Regions from separate parts of the Sus scrofa genome. Here region 2 is linked to region 1. Evidence: chromatin contacts called from public promoter capture Hi-C data. All regions are on one chromosome and are shown on one strand. Each heading gives the region's core, a stretch centred on a gene start, on an enhancer-like site or on the middle of the called end of the contact. The rest is flanking DNA. Distances are from core to core; before and after follow the strand shown. Region 1 holds the start of FKBP7 (peptidyl-prolyl cis-trans isomerase FKBP7). Region 2 holds the start of CWC22 (pre-mRNA-splicing factor CWC22 homolog).

Evidence for each region. Promoter capture Hi-C pulls out the DNA fragments that hold promoters and counts their contacts.
Region 2: a promoter capture Hi-C map of liver shows a contact between it and region 1, with 4 times the contacts expected there. The contact joins the promoter of CWC22 here to the promoter of FKBP7 in region 1. A contact is called at or near these places in 1 of 5 promoter capture datasets (liver) and 1 of 2 datasets of contacts at active chromatin or transcription factors (alveolar macrophages).

What each region holds. Positions count from the first base shown.
Region 1 is chr15:84,178,626-84,185,164 of Sscrofa11.1, reverse strand. It overlaps FKBP7 (peptidyl-prolyl cis-trans isomerase FKBP7), which reads left to right and starts at 2,295. Exons shown (of 4, transcript XM_005657565.3): 1 at 2,295-2,618; 2 at 3,587-3,738. The coding sequence starts at 2,410. PLEKHA3 (pleckstrin homology domain containing A3) reads right to left here and starts at 158. Exons shown (of 9, transcript NM_001243464.1): 1 at 100-158. The coding sequence starts at 139.
Region 2 is chr15:85,601,270-85,607,389 of Sscrofa11.1, reverse strand. CWC22 (pre-mRNA-splicing factor CWC22 homolog) reads left to right here and starts at 1,553. Exons shown (of 20, transcript XM_003133514.5): 1 at 1,553-1,801.

The sequences.
Region 1 (6,539 bases), core at 1,046-3,545:
CAGCCAGGGGGAGGAGGACCTCCGACCCTTCTCCGCAGCCTCCCCCCAAGGCCACCCAAGCCCTCTCCCCGGCGACCCCGGGCACCCGAGCCCTCATACCTGTGAGATAGTTGGTCCACTTGTACAGAACCCCCTCCATGCTTCAGAGCCCGGCGCCGCGCATCCTTCTGGCCCGGCGCCGGCCGCAGCGATGGGAGAAGCGCGGAGCCTGGGCAGCCCCTCCCGGCACGCCGCGGCCCCTCCCCAGGCGCCTCCAGCCGGCACCGAGCCGCCCTCAGTCCGCGCTCGCCGCCGGGACGTGGCGGCCCTCACAGGCCCGGACGGCGGCCGCCGCGTGGAGCTTGGGGGCCGCGAGGCGCGGGCTCAGACATCCCCCGGCGAGCCCCGGCAGCGGCGGCGGCAAAGTCGCGACCGCGGCCGGCCTCCGGTTCGCCCTTCCGCAGTCCAGCTGCTCCCTCCCGCGCCCCAGCGTTCCCTCCTCCTCGCCGGCCTTTCTTTTCCCCCCAGGGCTCTCCGTTTGTTTTCATTGACCCCGACGTCGTTTTCACTTCCTGGATGAAAGGGGCCGGCTCGTCCCGGGAAACCCCTCCCCGGCGGCGGGGCTGGAGGAGCGGGCGCGGCCTGCTGCCCTGCCGCTGAGCCGGAGGCTGCGCCAGGAGGGCGGGCCGAGGCCTGGACTCCTCCTCACCCTCCGTCAGGCCCGCGGATGGCTGTCCCTGGGCTCCCTCCCGGACCGTCGGCCCTCCGGGGCCTAAACCTCCCAGGCCCAAACCGACGGACTCGAACCCCGCTGCGCGCGCGCAGCCTACCCGAAGACGAGCCCCGGGCGCACACGTCCCGCGGGCGTTACTTAGGCCTCTCAGGTTTTCCTATAACTGACCCTTAGGTCCTCCCAGAGGTTGTTTTTTTCAAACTACTACTTATAATAATAATAAAAGACTTCCTATTTATGTTTCCTTCATATTCTCCTCACATTCGGGGGGGGGGGTCTGAGAAATTATTTCCTAGGCAGGTGGTGTGCCCCTGAGATTCCCCCGGCAAGGAACCGCGAGGGGCCCCAAGGAATTACCACACCGACAATGAATATTAGGTAGCCATAACTTCATTTAAATATAAAACATGGAAGAAAACTTTGGAGTTTATTTTACTCAAAAAATAGGGGCTTTCCTAGCCTTTATAATTTTTAAAATCCTGTTTGGAAAATGATCATCGTCTTATATAAATGACAATTTTCAAATCTATAGATATCGCAGGCTCAGTGCTGCGGCTTTTCTCAGCATCACCAAGGTGGATAACGCCTCCTCTTAAGCAACCTCCCCCAGATAACACCCAATCCAGGCCTTCGCTGAAGTTCTTCTGGTTTGGGTAAAAGCCTTTGGGTATTCACTTGAAAATAAAGTGAATTGGTAGACAGATGGATATGTAATAAATCGAATACTTTTAAACGTTAATGGTAGCATCCAAGTAGTCGAGGTGATGGCATAGTAAAGTTCATTTGTTCTACAGGAAAGTTTTTCATACTAAAATGTTGAAGGTGGGGATGTAAGGCTGGCTTTGTGTCGGACTTGGTCATATCCCTGCTGTGTATTAACTGTTAGGTTGAAACAGAATGCCCAACACTCAAATTACGTCGTGTTCTCGTCTGCGTGATTGTGGATAATTACCCATCTCGCAGAGTTTGTAAGAAAAGCCACCCTGTCAAGAGCTTTTCCCAGACTTCAGTAAGCGCTCAAGTCAAGGGCGACCCCAAGTGTTGAGGGAAGGAAACACAAACCTGCAACAGCTATGGAATTAAGGAGTCGGCTCTTGGAAACGCCTTTAACTGGGCGGGGAGCAAAAGCACTCATATTTACCAGCGTGAGGTATAGCCTGGAACCTCTTAAAAGCACGACTCTGACGTGGAGAAGGCGCTTCAAAAACACCCCAAAAGCAGAATGCCCCCCCCATGCCCACCAGTTCTCTAGGGATATAAGGAGAATCCTTTCACGCCTAGAAATGAAAGTCCTATTCTCCAGCTACAACATCCCACCCTAGTTTTTTTATTTTGTCTTTTGCCGGTTTCAAAAGGTTACGCGAGCGTTACTATGGACCCCTAAGGAAACTGGCTGTGAAATACACGGACTTAGGGAGGAAATAGCGGTGCAAGGGTGCAATGTTGCCTTAGCGACTGAGGACAGCCAACCAGAGGGTGGGGTACCACGGGGACAAGATCCCAAGCCAACCCACAAAAATTCTGCGGCTAGGCGTGCCTCTGGGAAAGGGGGCGGGGCCACGCTTCTACCGGGCCCCTGCCCTTTGTGACGTAGACAATGCCTGCCACGTGGCAATACCTGACTGCGGGGGCTGCCACTGCACGCGAGTGACACGCATCAGGGAACGCGGTGGCCGTCGGGGCCGACTCCAGCGATCATGCATTTTTTATTTAGATTAATCATTTTCTTTTACGTGTGGGGCATTTTTACTGCTCAGGGACAAAAGACAGAGGAGAGCACAGAGGAAGTGAAAATAGAAGTTTTGCATCGTCCAGAAAACTGCTCTAAGACAAGCAGAAAGGGAGACCTGCTAAATGCACATTACGACGGCTTCTTGGCTAAAGACGGCTCGAAATTCTACTGCAGGTAGGAGATGATCCGAACGGCTCCCGCGTCCAGTTGATGCATTAAATCTACCCTCCCTACACCAACCAGAAGCCTAATTTGTTGGTTGGTTTGTTCGTTCTTGTTTTTTAACGGTAAGAGTTGAACCTTTTATTTCTAGGGGGCGGGGGAATCAGATTTGATACAATCGTTCCCTAATAAATAGAATATTATCTTTTAATTGAAAAATGTTAGCCCAAGAAGTTATCAAAAATACGTTACATTCATACACACACACCCTGGACCACCACCACTAACTACTCTTGGAACCTACAGAAGTAAGTTATTGTAAGAATGTTCACACTTCTCTTGGCTGTGGGCTAGAGTCTCTTTACAGAAGATTTCGTAGGGTAGTTTTAAGAAACATTATCCGGGCTTCAGGAGCACAGTATTTACTGTCAAGCCACTTTCCACCTGTATAGAGAAGCCACTACAACAGCGACTTTCCTTGGTGACTTTCCCTATGCCCTTCCCATGCCTCTCATCCCACCACTACTCTGATTTAATCCATGTTTTATTACTCAGACGTAGGATGTCTTTTCTCCTTGTGCGCTACTACCCTATAAAAATAGGATTGGAGACTGTTCTTTCGATTTAGAAGAAAATAGCCCAGAATGGTAAAATATTTGGACAAGCCATGCAGCTAGATAGGGGTAGGAGACCCATTAAAAGGTTAACTGTTGAGTAGTTGTTGTAAAGATAACAATAAAAAAGAAAATGAGATGACTCCTAATGACTAACTTTGGGCAAATTATACCTCTACCTAGCTATTAGGAGGGACGTTTGAGCCAAACACCCCACCAGGGGGTTCAGAAGTAGTCTTAATATAGCGAAAGAGATGGCTAGAGAGGACTCCAGTATTAAATTGGAACTAAATGATCAGCTGTATTTTAAATTTTGATTTTATTTTTCTTGAAACCAACTTACCTAGGTGTTATTTTTAATTATAGTCGGACACAAAATGAAGGCCACCCCAAATGGTTTGTTCTTGGTGTTGGACAAGTTATAAAAGGCCTAGACATTGCCATGATGGATATGTGCCCTGGAGAGAAGCGAAAAGTGATTATACCCCCTTCCTTTGCATATGGAAAGGAAGGCTATGGTAAGGTGTTTTAATATGTATATCTCGGGACTTCCAGTCCTGGCTCAGCTGTAATGAACCCTACTAGTAACCATGAGGGCTTGGGTTGAATTCCTGGCCTTGATCAGTGGGTTAAGGATCTGACATTGCCTTGAGCTGTGGTGTAGGTCGCAGATATGGCTCAGATCCTGCGTTGCTGTGGCTGTGGCGTAGGCTGGCAGCTGTAGCTCCAATTCCACTCCTAGCCTGGGAACTTTCATATGCCCTGGGTGCGGTTTTAAAAAGAAAAAAAAAATGTATATCTCTAAGTTATATTTAAAAATAAATCATATACTTCTGGGTACACAGTCAAAAAAAATTGAAAGCAGAGTCTTAAAGTTATATCTGTATAATCACGTTCATAGCAGCACTATTCAAATAGCCAAAAACAGAAAATAACCCATGTCCATTGACAGATGAATAGATAAACAAATTGTGGCATTCAATGGAATATTATTCAGTGTTTAAAAAGAAGGAAATTCTGACATGCCACAGCACACTAAAACACACTACAACATGGGTAAATCTTGAGTACATAATGCTAAGTGAAATAAGCCAAACACAAAAAGCAAATACAGTACGACCCACTTATATGAGCTAACTAGAACAGTAAAATTCATAGAGCCAGGAAGAAAAGGGTGGTTGACAGAGTCTGGGGAGAGGGTAGAGTAGGGAATTATTATCTAATGCGTATAAAGATGAAGTACTTGTAAAGATTGGCTGCAGTGTGGATGTACTTAACACCACCCAACTATTCACTTAAAATGGTTACAATGGTAAATTTTATGTTACTTGTATTTTCCCATAATTAAAATTTTTTGAATTGCTAAAAAACATTAAAAATCAAAGAGGAAATAATTATAGACTATAAGGTCCAATAAACTTTAGCTCTGCTGGGTGTAGTCTGGTCCTTTCTTTTTACACATCAAGAAAATAAGACATTGTTGCAATACAGATCTCTAGCTAGAGTTCTTTACCCCCCCCCCAAGAGTGGCAATATTCATAATGATGATGTATATTTTATAAGCTCTAGCTTAGTCATTTTTTATTTTAGTATATGTTATTTTATTAAGTATTACATAAACGTCCGTAGTAAATACTTTTGGTAAGCAGTACCAAAGTCAGATTCATAAAACTCAGGAAAGTGGAACATATGATTTTAGAATAAAAGGACAGTATTGTAACATTGTAAAAAAGAACATCTGAAATATAACCATTATCCAAATGCTGGAGAAGCCTTGAAAATGTGGAAGAAATGAACTGCTTGTCTCAATATCTTACCTATTTTTAAAACCCTAGAGTAAGATCCGAGAACCTAGGGAAAGCAGATAAATGGGGAAAATGTGTGCAGCATGTATAAACATGTGTAGAAGCCTGTCCTAGAAATAGGCGTATTTATAAACAAATGGCCCACTAACCAAAAAATACAAATGACCTGTATATCTATGGGAATACTTAATTTTATTCATAATTAAAAGAAATTAAAAATAAGACACCATTTTTACCCATCAGATTAGCAAAGACAGAAAAGTTGACAAAGGTATGGAAAAACTTCATTATTGGAGTTCCCGTCATGGCGCAGTTGTTAACAAATCCGACTAGGAACCATGAGGTTGTGGGTTCGGTCCCTGCCCTTGCTCAGTGGGTTAACCATCTGGCATTGCCCTGAGCTGTGGTATAGGTTGCAGACGTGGCCCGGACCCCGAGTTGCTGTCGCTCTGGCGTAGGCCGGCGGCTACAGCTCTGATTGGACCCCTAGCCTGGGAATTTCCATATACCGCAGGAGCGGCTCAAGAAATAGCAAAAAGACAAAAAAAAAACTGCATTATTGCTGAGAATATGAATCATTCAACTTATCTAGCAATTTCTACCCAAATTTTAAATGCATATATCCTCTGATCCCATAGTTCCATTTCCAGGAATACACACCAAGGTATATCTTAAAGAATATTCACTGCAAACTTTTTGGGGGTAGCAAAAGACTGCATACTATATCCTTCAATAGGAAATTAATTGACTAACTTATGCTATCTCTATTCAGTGAATTATTATGCAGCCAGTAAGAACAAAGTAGAGCCACATTTATTAAAATGTTAAAAAATAAAATGGGATAGAATATATTCCTGTAAGGAATATTTATTGAGCATCAGAGCCAGCCTCTGTTCTAGGCACTGAGCATAAAGCAGTGAACAATGCAGAAAGAATCCCCTATCCTCAATGTGAGAAGGGGAATTTTACATATGCATCATGTATCATACACAATCTGATGACATTAAATGCTCCTGGGGAGGAAACCTGAGGGTCAAGGATGAAATTTCTTCTCATGCGATAATATTCTGTACTGTTTAATTTTTTTACCATGTGCATGTATTAAATTTTTTAACTGAAGTAGAGTTAACTTAAAATATTGTATTAGTTTTAGGTATAAAACATAGTGACTTGATATATTTATAGATTGCACACCATACAGAGTTATTACAGTATTATTGACTATATTCCCTGGGCTGTACATAACATCCCTGTTGGTGGAAATATAAATTGCTACAGCCACAATAGAAATAGAACTACCACATGATCCAGCAGTTCCCCTCCTGGGTATTTAGCTGAAGAAAATGAAAACACTAATTCAAAAAGATACATGCACCCCAGGGCTCATCGCAGCATTATTTACAATAGTCAAGACATGGAAGCAGACTAAATGCCCATCAATAGGTAAATGTGAACATGTGATATCACACACACACACACACAGCAATAACACTGAGCCATAAAAACAGATTGAA
Region 2 (6,120 bases), core at 304-2,803, 1.4 Mb before region 1:
AATGCCCACCAAAACCTTAATTCACTGAGCCACCAGGGAACTCCTCCTTTCACTTTTTTTATTCTTAAGTTTATCACTATTTACTTCCTGGAGGACCCAAATGACAAACCTAGTCTTTCCCAGTTCCATCCAGCTCCCCTAAGTTTAACGCTAACTTTCCAATTAAATCGCAGAGGTGGTATTGTGCTTTTTTTCAGATATGAACACAGATGCTTATCAGATTCATCTCCTATGCCCTGTATTAGTACAACTGAAAACTATACATTTAAATATTTTAAGACACCAAAATGCACCTTAAACTATGGCCAAATATCTTAACCATGAAAAAGGATAGATAATACTATCATGTACCAGGAATCATCACAAACACAGCAAGTGTATCACCAAATTCAATTCTTAAAACTATTCTGTGGGGTGGCTACTGTTATCATTCCTAACAGATCAGGAAATGGGCACACAGTGTGAAGCAACCTGTTAAAGGTCAACCATCTATTTCAACAGATTCATGATTCTAACATAAGTTGTTCTGCTCTAGTATCTTTATCCATAATCATTTTACTCTGCCTCTAGGAAAGGGTTGGTAATACTAGCACCTTCAAATTGTAATAGATCAGTGTTTGGAGAAACCAGACCTGGTTTATACAAGGTTGAGGAACATAAATATACAGAAATTTTAGGAAAGGCAGTTTCCAAAACAGTAACAAGCAGTTTTAACTTTTAGGTTTTGTTATTATTAAAAAGTTTAGTTTGGAGTTCCTGACACAGCTCAGTGGTTAACGAATCCGACTAGGAACATGAGGTGGAGGGTTCCATCCCTGGCCTCGCTCAGTGGGTTAAGGATCCAGCGTTGCCCTGAGCTGTGGTGTAGGTCGCAGATGCGGCTACGATGCCGCCTTGCTGTGGCTGTGGTGTAGGCCGGCAGCTGTAGCTCTGATTAGACCCCCTAGCCTGGGAACGTCCAAATGCCGCAGGTACGGCCCTAGAAAAAGGCAAAAAGACAAAAAAAAAAAAAAAAAAAAAGTTTAGTTTAAGAAAATACTTTGATTACCTCTCATCTCTGTCCAGACTATTTCCAAGTCAGCGAGGCTGTCTCCTTATGATATCTCACGAGCTTGTACCTTAACCTAAAAGAGAAACATCATCTTCTCTAAAGAATTAGTTTCTCCTCATTACGTCACTCTGTTTACAGTCCAATATTCTCTCATTCACTTGGGCTTAAATTTTGGAACTTAGTAGGCACTTAATTAACATCTGGTAACATTTTCACTTACATAGTTCTTGTAACTAGGAAATCCGAGAAAGGTGTCTGCTCTTAGATTTTCTCAGAAAAATGAATACATTAAGGTCTACTTTTTTTTTTTTTTTTTTTTGCCGACTTCAGAGAAATAATTTTAGATTAAAGTAAAGTAAATTTTTAAAAGTCTTTCTCACAACCAGGTTTCCGGCGGGCCGGCAAGACGCATTTTCTGCCGCTTACGGAGAACTACAATTCCCACCATACACTGCGGCCTTCTCAGCCTACAATTGCAAACGTCATTTCCGTCCTGTTTGCGTGTGGGTTCTGGACTTTGTAGTTTATATCAACTTCTCTTCTGTCGCCGTTTTGGGAAGGGAAAAGTGGGACCCTACCGACTGCTCACAATGTGGCATTTTAAGATGGTATTTAAAATAAGGTAATAGAATAACGTTGCAAGGTCAATTTAGGTTTTTATATATTCCATGTTCCGCCTTCCGCCTACCGCCGGCCCGGGAAAGGGAAGTGACGTGTATCCGGTGTAATGGCGGCGCGGTGGAGCTCCAGGTAATTACCGAATTCCGCAGACCCGCTGTAGGCAGCGAACCGGAGTGCGGGTGGCGGGTTGTGGGACCCGGCGGGAAGTAAAGGAGGGCCCAGGACTGGGTGCACGCTCGCTGGGACAGCCGTGGGCGGCTCCAGGGTGCGCTTGGGTCTCCCGCCGCGCGCTGGCCCGTGAGATTGGGTTGTGAGTGTCTGTCGGGCCGAGGAGTCCCAGTAGGTGGGGTGCAGCGGGCGGTGGTGAATCCACTCCTCGCCTGCGCGGACGGAGTAGCTATCGTGAGGCTCCTGGGCTGTCTCTCCCCACTGTCTTTATTGCAGAATCCAGAACCAGCGCTCCCTTCCTATGCGATGTGTTTTGGATGCGGATCAGTTTTGAATCAATTAGAACCTCTCAAATTGTTTGAGCTTCCCAAGGTCCCTTTCTTAGTGCCTCCCCACGGGTGGGGGATTAATGTACGATAGTTAATTTAAAAATAGTGGAAGTTACACTCTCCTTTATTAGGCGTACTATCTTTGTGGATGCTTCTGTAAAATTTCGGTAGTCATTTCTTTTTCATTCATTTGCCTCGTAAATAGTTATGCTTCTTAGTGTTTAGTCCTGGAGACTGTTTTTTTCCTTATTATATGTGTTCTTTCTGTCATTCTTTACCTTTCCATAACTTGAACTACTTCCAATAAGGTGCTAACTCCCGAACTTGGGTCCCCAGTGTCTGTCTACCTCTCTATTGAGTTCTGAATCTACGATACATTTGCATGTACTGGTAATATAATATGATAGTTAATTTTACTGAGTCCAGCTGCAGTAACCACTTTAACCTATTTTCGCTTTATCCTGAGAATAATTATTTGAGATAAACGAAGAAGGAAAAAAATGGGGAAAGCCTATTCCAGATGCAAGAATGAGATGGTTGAAAGTCTTGAAAGAGTTCCCTTAACATTTTCAGGTTTCCACAGACTAGAAAGAACAGACAGACAGATAAACTTGGGTTTCAGAAAACCAGTTAACCTGCCTCTTCCTTGTCTGTATTTAAATTTGTTTTAGGATTGCCATTGAGTTTAGGAGTTAACCTCAGTTAACATCCTACTATGGAAAGGTGGATTTAGAATTGCCATTAAAAGTGTGATCTTGGGAGTTCCTGTTGTGGTTCGGTGGGTTAAGAACTCCACATAGTGTTCGATTCCTGGATTCACTCAGTGGGTTAAATAAGGATCTGGCGTTGGGGCAAGCTGCAGCTAGGTTGCAGATGCGGCTTGGATCTGGTGTTGCTGTGGCTGTGGTATGGGTAGGCAGCTGCAGCTCCCATTCAACACTTAGCCTGGGAACTTCCATATGCTGCACCAAAAAAAAGTGTCATCTTGATAACAAGAAGCGTTTTTACATCACTTTCTGTAGGAGAAGGAGACCAAATTGAATTGGTACTGAGTGATGGACTAGTAAACCAAAGGTACCATTCTTGGTTCAGTACATTTTAGGTCTGTCTCTAGGGGCAGACTACCTCACATCTCTAGTCTCAGATAACACAGCTGAAAAATGGAGGTTGTTTTGAGGATGAAGAGAAATAATGCATATGAGGCACTGAGACTTCAGAGGCCAAGAACCTTAATCTAATGCCCTACCTGACCCAAGTTTCCAAAATATAATCTCCTGAATCAGTAGAATCAGTTGCACCAATATCTACATGGAACTTGTTAGAAATTAAATTACTGGGCTTCATGCCAATCCTGTTGAATCAGAAACTGGGGAATGAGGGGCCTTTCACTCTTTTTTTTTTTTAACCAAAGCTTTCATGTGATTTTCATGCCAGTTAGTTTGAGAGCCACTGTTCTAGCCCATCTCCTGGGTATTTGCAGTGGTTCACCCTCACCCAGAATCAGGTTTGCTGCCTTTCTTGCTGCAAAGTACTTGATCCATGGCTAGCCTGTATTTCCTTGTTATTCCACTGACACATCCTTCCCTACTTTGGATAGTTTAGTTCCAATCACTTCTGGAGTGAATAATAAGAAAATAGAATAGGAATTCTGGATTTCTTACACTTCCTGGATTTCTTACTTGTTTTTCATAAACCAGTTTTCTTAGCTTTGTCCATTTTCCCAGCTACTGAATTGTTAGAGGTTAAGTCTCCTCCCTGGTGACTGTACATTGCCAAGAGTTGTACAGTGGCTCGTTGTAGCTGAAACTACCTAAGAGAGTACACAGTGATACATTATGTAACTTGAACATTATTTTCTGTTTATTGTCCCCTTGTATTTGGACTGAATCTTGTACTACCTGGTGTATCCCTAACTTGATATAAGTCATGGCTGGCCCAGAACTAGTTTAAAAAAGAAGTGGCTATTGGTAATATAGCTGTTCTCACTAATGGTAATGACTTTGAGGGCTTCCTTGTTGCATTTCTCTCCTTTTCTATTTAAATCTGAGAATTCTAGCATGGGAGGTAATGGAACAAAAAGGCCACTACCATAATATTTTCTGTGAACTTCCATACTTAAAAAGCCTGCAGCCTAAATATTATCTCTGTATATATATTTCTCACGTGGACATTGGAAGAGACATTTCAAGGCGTACAACAAAGTGCAAACTTTCAAAGCATTTTTCTAAAATAATACATCAGGAGAAGTGGTGGTGGATTAAAGCAGGCCTTTGCTATTTGTAGCTAAGCTCATAAATCTTCCCCAATGAACAGGTACTAAAAAAGATGATGTGGATGCCTTGGCCTGGGGACATATGGGCCCCTGTGACTACAGAATAGGTTGGCTAATGGGAGGGAGACCCAGTGGAGGTTCATGTTTAACTTGACTTTGATATTAACTCATAAATGGATCAGACTAGAGTTCAGCACTTCCACCTCAGAACTACCCTGTTGAGTCCTTTCCTGAATTAGTTTATCTAGACACCTTTATTCTAGCCTGGTGACAGGAGCCTCTGGAATAGAATGTAGTGCTGTGTGCTAGGGGCTACTTTGTAAATTTCTCTGTGGAGGCCATGGTCCAGGTTTTCTTTAAACTTAGAATGTGATTTACTAAATGGCTCTTTCATTAAATCATCAACAAGCCCACTTTCAAAGCTGTGCAGTGACAGTTGGCAAAACATATTCAGCCCATATACTTAATTAGGCAAGCTGATAAACAGACTTGGGGAGAGGGGGAACAAAGTGATATGAATGTTTGAAAGGATGCAGCCTCCTCAGTAATTAGACTTGTTTTGGTAAGTTGAGGTAACTGCACTTCCACTATCAGATTTCCCCTTTCAGTGCCTTCAAAGGAGCTGGTACTGTTTTCATCTCAATGGGGAGGTATATTCAGGCTGCTCTTCAGGTTAACATGGGGTGAAAACAAATAAGGGATGGCAGCTAATAGTTCTGTCTTGATATAGTTGGTGACAAACAGCTTGGCAGTTCCTAGAAGTAGGGGTTGATGTGTGGACGAGGCTGCTGTGGTAGTCCCTGGTTAAGAAGCTGTCAAAATACTGTCATAGGGATTTCTCCATAGGAAGAAATAGGAGCAATGGTAGAAGTCCACACACCTCCTTTTACATTTAACTTTAGAATCAGAACCTATTAAGTAGCAGGCACTCTACCAACTTCTAGCTCTATAGCAGTGACCAAGAATTTAAAGGATCCAGTGTTCTACAAGGTCTCTCAAATCTCTGTCCTTAGACATGCTATCTCCTTGCCTGAATAACCTTTTTCACCTTTCCATTTGGGGGAAAGACCTTTCCTACTTGTCGTTCAAAATCAGCTTCTAAACCCACTTCTTTCTGCATGCCCCATACCCACGTAGTTGCACTTCCTTTTTTCCAGTGGTATAAATAACATTGCTATAGCACTTGGACTTTTCTTCTCTGCCTGAGGATAGAAATTCTCATGTCTTGGACCTCAGTGCGTTGTGTCCATCTCACTCTACACAGACACTGCCTTTAACCCTCTATTCTTAATTTATTTCCAAAGAATGAGGGTAAAGTTAAAAAGTAGGAAAAGACCATTCTTTTTCTCTTAAACTTATGCTTTCTCATTTTCTCTTTAAGTGCTTTTCTGAACCACTTTTTTTTTTTTTTTTTTTTTTGTCTTTTTGCTATTTCTTTGGGCCGCTCCCGCAGCATATGGAGATTCCCAGGCTAGGGGTCGAATCGGAGCTGTAGCCACTGGCCTATGCCAGAGCCACAGCAACGCGGGATCCGAGCCGAGCCTGCAACCTACACCACAGCTCACGGCAACACCGGATCGTTAACCCACTGAGCAAGGGCAGGACCGAACCCGCAACCTCATGGTTCCTAGTCGGGTTCGTTAACCACTGCGCCACGACGGGAACTCCTGAACCACTTT